2 separate regions of the Zea mays genome follow, and region 1 is linked to region 2. A link is a contact called in public Hi-C data. All regions are on one chromosome and are shown on one strand. The core of a region is the stretch at or near the end of the contact, and the rest is flanking DNA. Distances in the headings are between cores, read along the strand shown.

Region 1 (2,700 bases), core at 84-2,583, 180 kb before region 2:
TGTCTGCTGCCTCGAGGGTCGCCACCACGGCCAGCCATCCATGTGTTCTTTAGTGTCTACGCATGGGCTGGTCCTTCACAGTAGTGCCCACACCGGAACGCCGACGCCGAGTGGTCCGTTTCGCTGCTGACGCGCGCCGGCGGCCGGCGTCTTCGTCTGCCGCAGCTGGCACTTCTCAAGTCACGTGCTGTGTGTATGTATGTATATATTACGTCTAAACGTTCGACCGTTAGTTTATGTGAGTCGTACTGCTCCGGTTGTGATAATAATCTGCTCTGGATCCACTGCAAAGCCTGGAGCAGGAGCAGCTGACGGGTACTCTTCTGCGGCCGGCCTATGCAAATCAATGCATGTCTCCTGCCTCTTCATCCATCACTGGAGTGGCCGGTGTGGGGCGAAAAGAAAAATCATTAGAAGCGAAGAACAGGTAGGGGCGCTCGTCCTTTTTCACACAAAAGAGATCTCTCGAGTCATCTCCAAGCTTAAAGCCCAAGAGTCCTTAGTGTAGTAGTACTAGTACCTTACTAGATTTGCACGCACTCGCCAATACTGATTGCCCTAGCTAGACCCAGCCAGCCAGCCCGCAGTGCCTTTGTTTCGCCGCATGCCGTGGCCCAGATCAGATGCACAATAAGAACATGCTAAATAAATAAACTTGAATAATGGCATGATGTAATTATTTGGAACTACTGGGACAAATTTACATATATTTGTCACTGAATAATAATGACTATACGCAACTGGTGAATGCAAGCATGGCAGACTAATGTGTCACTGACATGTTTTTGCTGCTGCTACTCATTGATGATGGCTCGAATGGCAAATAGTGTGAGAGCTGTACGGTGTGACTTTACCTTCAAGTATCATACGCTGCTAGTGCTACTGCTAGCACGGAGCAGGTTAGGTGACCAACAGGGCAACAGCACAGCTTGCATGTAAAGCCCTTTTTATTTGCCGTTATTATTTTACTCCCGGAAAGGTACTCGATGCTAGCCGCATGATAATACATGGTGAGAGAGAGAGAGCACTGCATAATCACCAACTCAACTGTAGTTCATGACCCCATTATATATATCACCAAGGAGGCGACGAAATGAAGGGTATATATTCAGCATCCTTTAATTTAACTCACCCAACCCACTGATCCAAGCCATCATTCCATCCCATTGCTCTCATTGCATCAATTCGCGGCTAGAGTGCATATGCTAACGATTCATTAGTACTTGCCAAATAGATTACTCTTTAGCTACTGCTGACTGCCAAGTAGAGTGCAAGAGTTACCATGACAGAGAGAACAAGTGACCAAGCTAGAGATGAAGCTGCAGGCAGGCTACACAGATTGACACAGAGAGAGAGAGAGAGAGAGAGAGAGAGAGAGAGAGAGAGAGAGAGAGAGCAGCAAGATTCCAATGGAAGAAACCAACAGGAGGCAGGCAGCATGGCAGGGATAACTAGAGGACAGATCAGAGGTTGGTACCGGCACTACCAACCAGCCCTACCCATCTGCCTCCGTAGTGGCGTGCACTGGCTACCAGTAGATGCCCGTACAAAACTAACATTTGTCCCGGCTCCTTGCACCACCATATATTCGCGCACATACATAGCATCTCAAGCTCCCAATCCCAAGATGAATGCTACGTAGGTAGACAGTGTTCTTGTGGTGACGTGACCTCCACAGAGTGCAGAGATGGGAGAAGCTGAAGAAGCGCCAGGAGACAGCAATGGTGAGGCACTGGAGCTCCTCATGTCCATGGCGTCCTCTTCGCTGGCCTGCTCTGTCTCGCAGTTCCCAGCCAAGTGGCAGTCCATCAAGGACAAGCTCCAGCTGCTCTGCTGCAGCCTCAATTCACTCTGCGGCGGCGGCGGTGACCACGACGACGACGACGACAAGGAGCATCCTGTGTTGGCTGAGCTTCTGCGGCTGGCTTCAGCAACCGTGAGGAGCATCCAGGTCGTTGCTTCTCAGTGCAGCGACGGGTCATACAAGGGTGGAAGGCTTCGTCTGAGGAGCGACCTGGACAACCTGAGCTGCAAGCTCGATGCGCACATGAAGCAGCTCAAGGAGATGGCCGTCTCGTCCGGGGCGCCGTCGCCGTCCAAGGCCATTGTCGCCGTCAGGCCCAGCGCCGAGGCCAGCGTGGGTGAGAAGGCCTTCTACCTCAAGGATCTCTTTTCCAGGATCAGGATCGGCGGCACCGTCCAGAGGAGCCAGGCACTGGCCGCCATCAGGGAGCTGTTGGTGGAAGACGAGCTCTGTGCGAAGGTTGTCGCCCTCGACGTCGACGACGGCGTCGCCCTGCTCACGGGGTTCCTCGAGTCCACCGACGCGCGCATCCAAGAAGAGGCTGCCGGCGCCGTCGCCGTCGTCGCGAGCTCCGAGCGTTACAGGGGAATGCTGGTGAAGGCAGGGGTGATCGCCCCGCTCGTCCAGCTGCTGGAGAACGCGGACACCGCCAGCGAGCTGGGCAAGCAGAGGGCGGCGCACGCGCTGAGGGAGCTGACGGAGAACTCCGACAACGTGTGGGCCGTCTGCGCGCACGGCGGCCTCACCACGCTGCTGCACGCCTGCGCCCACGCCGGCAGCAGCAGCAAGCTCGTCAGCTCCTCTTTTGCAGTGCTGAGGAACCTCAGTCGGGTGGAGGAAGTGAAGATGTTCATGGTGGAGCAAGGGGTGGTCACGGAGCTGGTGAAGCTCTCCCA
Region 2 (2,700 bases), core at 101-2,600:
CCGGAAGCTCCCGTTCCAGCTTACTACGACGTGCTGGACTGTACTTACACGTGACTCATCTCGTCAGTGCGAACAAAAGGGCGACGAAACGAAACAGGGGCCGGCTTCCGTTCCTTTTCGTAGCGACGACGCTGGTGCGGTGCGGACCGAGTGAACACACTGAGAAAAGCGAGAAGCACTCACCGAGTCACTCACACGTCCGTCTCCCCTGCTTGGTTTCGCCCGCGAGAAGCACTCTTGCGGCTGCGCGGTGACGCGGTCCCGCTCGCTGCCGCTGCCACTGTCTGCTAACGCACGCTTGAGGCTTTGACCAGACAAGTGCTTCTGTGTCGCCTCCATTTCCTCTTGGTTGGTTGTGCGCATCAGGGTCAGTCAGGGACTCAGTCAGGGCACAAGGTCAACCGAAACTTCCGCCACTGTTCAAGAACGACTTGGGGGGTGGTCCTGGCAATTTCCTCTGTAGCCCTGTAGTACCCAATGCTAATCTCGATTGTGTAAAAAGCAGCGAAGCAGTAGACACACGCAATGTGATCCGTGTGGATGTGATGGTCAGAAAGGAGAAAGCATGTTAATGAATCCAGACTCCATTGGAACATGGGAATTGGGAAGGAAAGAACAGCAGACGAGTACACATGGATGGAATCCATCGACCGATCAGCACAAGTCCTGATCCATCCAGCTATATGAACAGCGGCAAGAGGAGGAGGAAGAAGAAGAAGAAGAAACATCTCAACGATCATCTAGTAGCCTTAATTATTAGTTATCAATCATCGTCGTCGTCATCATCAGCTGGTGAAGAGGAAGCGGGCCGCCTGGTCGACGGCGTCGTCGAGCCACCGCCTGGGCTCGTCCATGAGCTCGGGGCTGAGGCGCACCATGAGGACGCAGAACTCCGTCTCGCTGAGCGCGCCGTCGCCGTCGAAGTCGCCCTCGGCGAGCATCCCGCGGAGGTCGGCGTCCGACATGCCGCCCAGGCCCAGCAGCGGCGCGTTGCGGCGGAGGCTGTCGAAGGTGATGAGCCCGCGCGCCGGGTCCATCAGCAGCCGGAACCCGCTCGCCAGCTCCCGCATCAGCCCGTCCTCGCCCAGCCGCTCCGCCATCACCGGCAGGTAGTCCTCGAAGCCCACGGCGGAGGACGCCGCCGCCGCCGCTCCCGCCTGCTGTTGCCTCTGCTGCGACGCCATGTGTGTGTGCGCGCGTGTGTGGAAGGTTGACCGGGTGTGCTGCTGCTGCTGATGGTGGTTCTGAGCTCCGGTGGCGGCTGCTTGTTCTTTCTCGGTGTGTTGTGCTGTGCTCTGCTGTCCAGGAGGAGAGGAGGAGGACGAGCGGGAGAAGCGATGGGTGGATCGAGTTTGGGGGCGGGTGGGAAGGGAAGAATAAATAGGCGGGAGACGGGGACGGCTGGCTCAGTGGCTCCTGCTGCCGGACTGGGGCTTCAGGGAAGGTGCCTCTGCCCAGACCTGCTGCCGTGGCCACGCGGGACGCGATGGCTTCCGGGCGGGGGTCACGTGTGCGCGGGCCGGTGCCCGGCTGCCCACCCTGCGGATGGACCAACTGATACCCCGACGGCCCCGGTTGGTTCGCGCTGGCTGACGACGGGGGTTAGCTTGTCTCAGAAACGTTCCCTAAATTCTATCTCCTAAAGGAATATTCTATATCCTTTACAGAACTCTCTAAAAAATTTCGTCCTCTATATCTTTGTCAACTCCAGCAACATCCTCTAAATTCGGTACTCTATATCTACAGTGATAATAGAATTCATATATTCATTTTTAATACTCATTTTTTGATATTAATACAATTTGAACTTATGTGCGTAATGGAAAAATAAAGTTATTTATTTCTAGAAATTTTATAAAAATGAATTAGGAACTAATTATAATAATTACATTTTGCAACTGACATTACTAATCGTTTTTTATAACATCCTCTACGTACATATCTATATATGTATCGGACATAAACTGATAATACTAATCTAATAATCCCAATTAGCAAAAATGCTGCTACTATTAAGTTTACACGCAAAAAAAAAGAATAGAATTAATCGGCCAGCGGAGGTAGCGGTAGACGAATGACCACATTGAAGAGCGGGCCCCAGTGCTGAGCAGGCGGATAGTGCACGCAAGGACTCTTCTATGTTTAGAGTTCGTCGTACGTCCTCTATATTTTAGAGTTCCTTTTAGAGTTCCTTATTGGACGATGTAGAGAACGTTTCGTACTCTAAATTTAGAGTACAAAACCATTTATTGCTGGAATCAGTCTTAGAGGCAGGCGGCCACGCACCGACCGGGACAGGCTGGATGGACGTTGGGTTCGCCTGGCTGGCCCCGGGCTGGAGTCTCGACGGACGGACCGCGCCGCGCGCGCGCGCCTTCCTGCGCGCTTCGGCCTCCCCTCTGCGCGGGGCGCCGGGAGGGAGGCGTGTCCGTATCCGTGTCCGCGTTCGCGTTCGCGTGTGGCCGTCGCGGCTCGTTTCGACGTGTGGTGTGAGTGTGACGGATGCTGTCGTCGCCTCGCGAAAAAAGGGGTACTTTCGTTTGGACGACGATGGTTGTTACCGTACGCTATACACAGAGTGCGTGGAGAGATACTATATTATTGTAGCGTACGTACCTACCCGATTCGAATTCCTAGCATCCACCCTCAAAACACTATTTTACATTAGACTGTAGTGTAATTTAAATATATACATAGAAA

What was found. A called contact is a pair of places that touch in the nucleus more often than the background predicts.
Region 1: a contact with region 2 is called in a Hi-C map of endosperm, with 2.4 times the contacts expected there. The contact joins the promoter of LOC103626329 here to the promoter of LOC100285110 in region 2. A contact is called at or near these places in 2 of 25 Hi-C or Micro-C datasets (bundle sheath and endosperm).

Annotation. Positions count from the first base shown.
Region 1 is chr5:50,375,360-50,378,059 of Zm-B73-REFERENCE-NAM-5.0, reverse strand. LOC103626329 reads left to right here and starts at 1,333. Exons shown (of 1, transcript XM_008646725.4): 1 at 1,333-2,700. The coding sequence starts at 1,688.
Region 2 is chr5:50,200,021-50,202,720 of Zm-B73-REFERENCE-NAM-5.0, reverse strand. LOC100285110 (EF-hand Ca2+-binding protein CCD1) reads right to left here and starts at 1,350. Exons shown (of 1, transcript NM_001158005.2): 1 at 569-1,350. The coding sequence starts at 1,184. The coding sequence ends at 786.